Regions from separate parts of the Sus scrofa genome. Here all the other regions are linked to region 3. A link is a contact called in public Hi-C and promoter capture Hi-C data. All regions are on one chromosome and are shown on one strand. Each heading gives the region's core, a stretch centred on a gene start, on an enhancer-like site or on the middle of the called end of the contact. The rest is flanking DNA. Distances are from core to core; before and after follow the strand shown. Region 1 has its middle 60 kb from the start of GC. Region 2 has its middle 87 kb from the start of SLC4A4. Region 3 overlaps SLC4A4 (solute carrier family 4, sodium bicarbonate cotransporter, member 4).

What was found. Promoter capture Hi-C pulls out the DNA fragments that hold promoters and counts their contacts. Hi-C and Micro-C count contacts between places; a contact is called where the count stands out from the background.
Region 1: a promoter capture Hi-C map of liver shows a contact between it and region 3, with 6 times the contacts expected there. The contact joins two enhancer-like sites. A contact is called at or near these places in 1 of 5 promoter capture datasets (liver) and 6 of 47 Hi-C or Micro-C datasets (brain, embryonic fibroblasts, epiblast stem cells and 2 more).
Region 2: a Hi-C map of liver shows a contact between it and region 3, with 5 times the contacts expected there. The contact joins two enhancer-like sites. A contact is called at or near these places in 2 of 47 Hi-C or Micro-C datasets (embryonic fibroblasts and liver) and 1 of 2 datasets of contacts at active chromatin or transcription factors (skeletal muscle).

What each region holds. Positions count from the first base shown.
Region 1 is chr8:68,299,056-68,301,755 of Sscrofa11.1, reverse strand. No RefSeq gene overlaps it. Among named protein-coding and RNA genes, the nearest start is that of GC, 60 kb to the left of the region's middle. Within about 2 kb of position 1,350, at least 3 of the 83 cell types and tissues checked have an H3K27ac peak or open chromatin away from gene starts, as enhancers often do. A contact at or near this core is called in liver, where this site is marked.
Region 2 is chr8:67,879,703-67,882,402 of Sscrofa11.1, reverse strand. It overlaps a transcript of SLC4A4 not described here. Among named protein-coding and RNA genes, the nearest start is that of SLC4A4, 87 kb to the left of the region's middle. Within about 2 kb of position 1,447, at least 4 of the 83 cell types and tissues checked have an H3K27ac peak or open chromatin away from gene starts, as enhancers often do. A contact at or near this core is called in liver, where this site is marked.
Region 3 is chr8:68,098,429-68,101,145 of Sscrofa11.1, reverse strand. All of the region lies in intron 11 of SLC4A4 (solute carrier family 4, sodium bicarbonate cotransporter, member 4), which reads right to left. Among named protein-coding and RNA genes, the nearest start is that of SLC4A4, 130 kb to the right of the region's middle. Within about 2 kb of position 1,270, at least 1 of the 83 cell types and tissues checked has an H3K27ac peak or open chromatin away from gene starts, as enhancers often do. A contact at or near this core is called in liver, where this site is marked.

The sequences.
Region 1 (2,700 bases), core at 101-2,600, 200 kb before region 3:
AATACTTCAGTGTTTAGCATATATTTATTTAGCAGGGATATGCTGACAACTTGTTCTGTGTGATAGGATGAGTCCAGTCAGGATATCTGTGTGGACAAGGAGCAGTGAAGCTGGAGAACGCAGTGCAGCCCAGGGCAAACGCCATGGAAGATGTAGTCTGGCCACTCAAGATCAGAGCAGATAATGAGAAAGCAGAACCAGAAATGAGCTGGCTCTAAAAATATCTAGCACCCTTTAGTCTAGATCCTATCTAGCGCCCTTTAGATGAGGACGAAGACATGAGAGTCAGGAGCACTCCTAGATCTGAGGCTACCAGGGGTGTGGAGGAAAACAGAAATTAAAACTGGGGTTACCACTTAAATGAAGCAGTATTAAGCATCTACACGCTTTCAGCACTGGTTCTTTTTATTTATATTATTAAAGTAGAGTTGATTTATAGTGTTGCGCCAATTTATGCTATATAGCAAAGTGACCCAGTCATATATATATGGGGGGGTATAATATATATGCACTATATATACACATTCCCTTTCTCATATTATCTTCCGTCATGGTCTATCCCAAGAGACTGATATAGTTCCCTGTGCTGTACAGTAGGACCTCATTGCTTGTCCATTCTAAATGTATTAGTTTGCAGCTACTCACCCCGAACTCCCAGTCCATCCCACTCCCTCTGCCTTGGCAAATACAAGTCTGTTCTCTTTGTCTGTGAGTCTGTTTCTACTCTGTAGGCAGGTTCATTTGTACCATATTTTAGATTCCACATATGTGATATCATATGGTATTTATCTTTCTCTTTCTGACTTAACTTCGCTTAGTATGAGGATCTCTAGTTTCATTCATGTTGCTGCAAATGGCATTATTTCATTCTTTTCTTATGGCTGAGTAATAGCCCATTGTATATATATATATATATGTATATAACACAACTTCTTAATCTATTCATCCGTCAATGGAAATTTAGGTTGTTTCTGTATCTTGACTATTGTGAATAGTTGAGCACGAGTTCTTTATTCAAGGTAGACTCCTCCAGGCCTTCAAAAAAGCATACAAGATTAAATAGTTTTTAAACGCATATTTTACATTTAGAAAGCGTAATGAATCTAAAACAGATGAGAAGAGGGAAAGAGGGAAAAAAGACTGGCCTCCAGTTACGTTTTTTAGCTCAAGAAACATGTTGCAGAAGCAGACCACAGTGCCCTGAGCTCACTGAGGCAGAGATGGACCTGCCTTACCTGCTTTGTCACCAGTGACCAATCGGGTTCTTGGCCCACCTGTGCTCTCTGTGAGTGTTTGCTTTCATTACTGTTGCTGTGGATGATACACCGAGCATCTGCCGAAAGCAAAAGCTCATGAGCGTGTCTTGTTGTGGGACCAAAGTACAGAGTCACAAGCACCCTGACCTTTATCCCTGTCCTTACCTTTAAGCTGAATTTGTACATAAACATTCAAAGCAGTTCAGCATACAAAAGAACTCACTCATCCAAACAAGAACTAAAGCCAAGTTAGAGGCTTTTTCAAAAGGACATATTGCTGTATACTTATTATAGGTGGTGGCCAGTGGCATCCTGAATACCATATCCCACTAATGGTGAGTTCCTTAGAACTGCTTCATAAACATTGTCCAATTGGCTGAAAGTCAGAAGACCCATACCCTATGCCGTGTCATCTGAAGCAAGCCATTTCACTGATTTTTTTCATATTTTTAAACTGTTCAGTTTCAGCAAGAATAGTCCATTTCAACAGTAATATTCTGGTTCTAAGCTGATCATGAAGAAGAGAAAATTGGATTCAACAGGGCCAGCCAACGTTCCCGATTTTTATAAATTCCCACACAGTCTTTTACTCTCCCTAATCCACATACTTTTCAGTGTGTGAACAACTAAACTGCTTACAAGAGATTTACTGGTGACATAAACACAAGGAGGATTCCAGCAAATTATATGTAATCATCTTTCTGTGTGTTTTAGAGCAGCGTGAACTCTCACCATTTCAGTAGGCTCCAGAATAGGCTAACAACTTATTTTTTTTAAATAGCTTAAAGTGAAGCTATAAAAAAATAAGGATCCTTATTCTTTATCCAATCTTATATGCAATAGCATTTAAGTTTACTACAGATGACACAAGAAAATGACAAAATTAGCAAATGTGACCAATGAAACCACTGGTGACATGAAAAATAGGACACTGGAGGTGGAGTTCTATGATGCTCTTCTGTGACACTGAGGCTTATAGTAAATTGCATCCCTGAGTTGAAAAGGACTCCAATCTTTTTTTTTTTTTTTTTGCTTTTTAGGGCCACACCCATGGCATATGGAAGTTCCCAGGCTAGGGGTGAATCAAGCTGTAGCTGCCGGCCTGTGCTACAGCCACAGCAACGTGGGATCCAAGCCACATCTGCGAGCTACACCACAGTTCACAGCGATGCTGTATCCTTAACCCACTGAGCGAGGCCAGGGATCAAAACTGCATCCTCATGGATAATAGTTGGGTTCTTTACTGCTGAGCCACGGCGAGAACTCCCAACCTTGATCTTCATATGACCTGTTCATCATCATCACTCTCCCAACATGGAAATACTATCAAATTGCAAAGGTCTGTCAGTTCAAAGTGCATTACCATCCAACCTAATAAAATTGTTCTATTCAGTTCTGTTTTGGAATGTGATAGAATAAATACATTCTCTCCTGTCTCTCCCAT
Region 2 (2,700 bases), core at 198-2,697, 220 kb after region 3:
GCCATAAAAGGATGTAGATCCCAGGGACAGAAAGTGGCTTCCAGAGGCTTCGGCCCACACTCTGCTACCAGGGAATTCTCCACAACTGGAAAACTCAGGGAAGGGACCTCCGAGTCCAGTTTTCAAAACCCATGGAATTACCATCCAATTTCCTTAAAGCTCAAGAAATCTATCCACAACTATTTAACCTCACTGACAGAGCAGGGAGTGGCAGACAGCGCTGCCTCTGGAGGGCTTTCAGCTGAGGCCTCGAGGACAAAGAGGCAGGAGCTGGGAAATGTCTGCGTCTGGATGGCCTCGACCTGCTCTGGGAAACCCAAGTTGCTTTTCAAGCAGCATCCCTTAAACACCTCACCAAAATTCCATCAAACTGGCCAATGCGTGGATACACTGTTTCTTTTAAGAAGTCTTTTCCTTCAGCAATATTTGCCCAAGTATTTCCTCTGTACACACTGTTTCTGAGCAATCAGAGTCAACAGGAGAGCAGTGAGCAAAATGCAACTGAACACTGATACTCAAGGCTCAGAACCGGGGCTGGCTGGGACTAGGCCCCTCCCTTCCCATCGATAAGTTTTCATTCACTCCTTCTGGGCAATTATGTTTTGGACCATTTTAATTATTTACGAATACCTACCGAGGCCCTGCTTCCTTTTTTTAGAATATGATCTCCTCTAATACACATAAACATATCATCTTAATATCCTCTAGTGGAAAGTAGGGTTAAGTCATTACGATTTCAAATCTGTAAAATGTTGAGATCCTGACCTCCAAAGACAGAAGCCACCATTTCATCCTTCGGTCTCTCTTTCAAAATACAGAGCAGAAGAAGGAAAAAGTATAAGGCAGAGGTGTTTTAGGGGCTTCTTTTTCTTATCAACATAAGTGACAGAAAAACATTCATGATCTCTGCAAAACCAAAGAGGAGTAGTAGCAGGGATGGCCTCATTAGCAACTACATCATCATCTGACTAAGAGAGCCAAGTTTCTAACTCAAAATTTAAACAAGGATTTTTTTCGAGGATTTCATAAAGTAACTCTATACATGTTTCCTTTAGTCTACCTATACATTCATTTATTCACTCTTTTACCAAATATTTAGGGAATATCTACTTGGTCCCAAACCCTGTCCTACTTTTACACTTTTATTTCCCTAAAAATAATCTTCCTGCAAGTTCTGAGCCTTTTCAACAGTTCTCCCATAATGTCCCCCGGTAGACATGAGTTATTCTTCCCTCTGGACAGACGGGAGCACACTTCCTTTTGGACTTGGTTTTGAATGGAAGAGGAAAACCACCACAATATATCCTAATACCTTTCGGAGCACCCACCAAACTCCAGAAACAGAAACCGGGTTCAGCCAATATTGTCTTGCTGTACTGTAGCTTCCTGAGTTGCTGGTGAGGCCTGATGTTAAGAAAAGGCCCCTCCTGATGAAGTCAGAGTTGCCAAGGCCTCCTGGGAAGTTACCTAGCCCTGTGGAGCCAGGCCTTATCTCAAAGGATAAGGTGGAGTTTGCTCTTTTTCCCTATTACAAAATACGAGACCATTAAGTAATCTGTTTATATCATACAGATCCCCAAATCCTGGCTGACTTTTTAAAAGATGAAATAGCTATAGGAAAAAGCTACCTAGGACTCTCTCTTCCTGTCTCAACCTTGGGTCACCCAACAAAATTGGCTAATTTCCTCTAAGTGTGTCTGCAATGAATCCGTTATCTTGTCCCTCGTGGTCAGCATTTCTGGGTCACTCTGGTAACACTGATTTGTCATCTATGGACCAATTCTGTGGAAATGCCTGGGCTGGAGCTGGAGCCTTTTTTGGTACAGAAACAAGTATGACATCAGAAAAGCTAAAAGTTTTTAAGTCCATCCACAGTAACCACTCTATGCCAAAAATGTTAGCTTTACAAAACATCCTATAAGGTAACCAAAGACAGAACAGACACAACAGCCTCTTTTTATTTGAAAGATTAAAACTGACACCAGGTTTCCTTTCTCAAGAGTATCTCTTTAAACCATTAACACAAATGCACATGAGGCAAATTATGTGAAAATGAGCTTTAGGTCTTTAAATATATCCCACATAGATAAGTTCATTATTTCAACAGAAGAGGACTCCTCTTCTGACTCACTCTATTCTTAGTGAGTTTTGCAGCTCATGGCTTTCTACTGAGTTTTGAAAATGTGGATGAAGTGTCATGCCACCCACTGAAAGTAAAGTTGAACCAGGTGAACTGAGGGTGTGGCTGGAAATCTTGATGTCTTTCCCCTCCTCAGAACTATAGCTTCGGAAAGAACTGGGAGCGAGCATCAGGCTCTTCCTGCCTTCAGGTGGAGCTGAATCCAATCACCCCAAATGGAGTGACCTTAAGAAGAATTTTAAAAGCATAAACATTTCAGAGTAACCAGAGTTACCAGAGGTCACCCTAATAATCATTGAATGGGAGTGTATCTCATTTGCGCAAATTACTTTTAAAAACAAAGTTTTATCTGAAGTTTACTTTTGCCAAGGGTGCTGCAATATACTTCAGCTATGTACTAGAGGCAAGAGAAATAATGACTTGGATAAAAGGAAACATGTTTGGTAATAGAAATGTTAGGTAGTCTAGCTCCTTGCTCTTTGAATTTCTGATCCTTAAAACTGGTGCGCTTACATCTGCCATAAATGTACCAGAAACTCCGCTGTTTCAGAACAAAAATA
Region 3 (2,717 bases), core at 21-2,520:
TAGCAAAAAGACCAAAAAAAAAAAAAAAGATCATTTTCCAGGAAAATTTCAGAGGGAGTTAAATGTTTGAGCCCCTTTAAAAGAATACAAGGAAAGGAGTTCCCATGGTGGCACAGTGGAAATGAACCTAACATCCATGAGGACATAGGTTCCATCCCTGGCCTCGCTCAGTGGGTTAAGGATCCCACATTGCCGTGAGCTGTGGTATAGGTCGCAGATGCGCCTCAGATCCCATGTTGCTGTGGCTGTGGTGTAGGCCAGTGGCTACGGCTCTGATTCGATCCCTAGCCTGAGAATTTTCATATATCGCAGGTGCGGCCCTAAAAATACAAAAAAATAAATAATTTAAAAAATACTACAAAGAGCTTAAACTGCTAGAGCATCTTTTATGCGACAATAAAAAATGAGAAAAAAAAACAAATTTTTACTCTGTTAGGTGCCAGACAATTTTGCACACTATTTCATTTAATCCTTACAGCAACCTCTAAGAGTAAGTATAATTACTAACCCAGCTCACAGATTATGAAACAAAGAGATTAGGAAATGAGCCTAGCCTAGGGTCACAGTGCAAACTAGAGCTAAAATTCAAACTCAGTTTCCTTTACTCCAAAGCACTTACTCTTTACGCTTTATCACACTAACAATTTTCTAAATTGGGATGCTGGTGATGAAATGAAATACTGTGAATTGTTTTTCAAATGGATTTTTTCAGTTTTCACTTTGGGCTTCTGAACCATATCATTTCTTGCTTATACACTTCTGCTATGTAACCATCAAGGCACAGTGAGAAACAGAACACCTACTACCTCCATGTTAATTAATAACTATCCTATTTCTAAGAAAAGTGAATGTTTAGCACAAAAACTATGGGCTACAAACCTGACTGATATGTCAAATTTCATGGCTAACTTTCCTCACAGCAACTGCAAACTAAGCTTCAAGAAATGAAGTGTGTGACTTGGGTTACTGAGTAAAAGATGGGAGCAGGAAGCAGGGATGGAAAAGTGCCTTTTAAGAAGAGGAAACACGGGAGGTGATCAAGTTTCATGGAAGCAAGTGAGAACAAGAAAGATGAAGACGGGAGGAGAAAGAAGAGCTGTCTTGACAAAACACCAAAACTCCATAATATTATTGTGGCCATGAATACAGTTTTCAGCGACCCCTGTGTCCTTTCCTGTAAAATTGTTTCTCAGTTTGCAAAGACACGATTCCATCTGTGCAGTTTCTGGTTCCTCGTTACATACTGTCCCAGTGTTGAAAAACAAGTCATTCGCCAGTTTAAATATTATTGACTCATCGATTGAATTCTTTTACTAAGAGTGCATGTTGCGATGAAAGGCCGATCTTTTGTTGTTTTTAGAAGACTTACTCTAGGTGTACATGCAACTCTATCATTCTACCACTCTCATTTTTCAGTTTTTTATCATGAGGCACTAAATTTATGATGGATTGATGCAGTAAGATATTGAGGCTATAGGAGAGATACACAGTCATTAATCTTAAAAGGGTTTTTTAAAACATGAGATTATCATGAAAATCTAAATATCCATTTGCCTTTTTCCATATCTGAAAGAGGTTTTATCTCCATAGGTTTTAAATAATTCCACTCATTCAAGTACATATCTTTCCTGAGTGCCACTCATCTGAGCAACTCTAAAATTATAGGGTACAACCAACAGTCTTATTCCAGAATGAGCTACCTGCCTGGTGTTTGTTCAGAAGACAGGAGGAGGGAGACTGCTTTGCTCGTTCTAGCACTCATACTTAGGAACCCTACATTTTATTTTATAATTTCATTTTTTTTTTTTTGGCTGCTCCAGCAGCACATAAAATCTCTTGGGCCAGGGATCAAACCCCCACCACAGCAGTGACAATGCCAGGTCCTCAACCCATCGGGCCCCAAGGGAACTCCCAACATTTTAACAAATAAGAGCACTAATGATGGTCATTAAATGGATAACATTTACTTATTAGAAAGTATCCTAATACTTTGTCTCTAAGATCTCGTTTTTTCTTCAAAACAATTCTGTAAGGTAGGGACTATTATTAACCCCATTTTACAGATGAGGAAGATGAGGCAGAGCTACTTTGGGAAAAAGGAACTTGCCCAAAATCATCCTCTGGGCATTAGCCAAGTGGGACTTGAATACAAGATTTTCTGCCTTCAGAGCTCTGCTGCATTGCTTTCCTGGTACCCACAGAGGGAATGGGAACTGTCAGAATCCTTCTAAGACAGCTCTGAGCTACTCAGAACAGACTTTTTTTTTGGCCCCAGTGTGTAGCACTTGATGTGAGATCTCAGTTCCCACATGAGGGACTGAACCTGGGCCATAGCAGTGAAAGCACCGAGTCCTAACTACTAGACCACCAGGGAACTCCCAAGACTCCTAACACAACCTGGGGAAGAGGGTCAAAGGAAAAGTCATGTCGCTTCAGCCAGCACTTGCCATGCCTGGGTTAAATCAGTCCAAGCCTCAACACCAGTTTCTCACGAAAACAGAGGTCCTTCCTGGGAGGAAGATTATATGTAAAATCTTCATTGTATTTTCCACAATGAAAACGCATTCAGATATGCCTTCCCTGGTTTCCTATGACCTGCTCAGCCAGCATCCAATGAAAGCAAGTTTCCAATGGCCTCAGGCAGGGGTGAGGCTGACACCAGGGACATCTCCTTTGTGACAGGTAAGCTGACAAAGCCCTCATCTGGCTTCTGAACA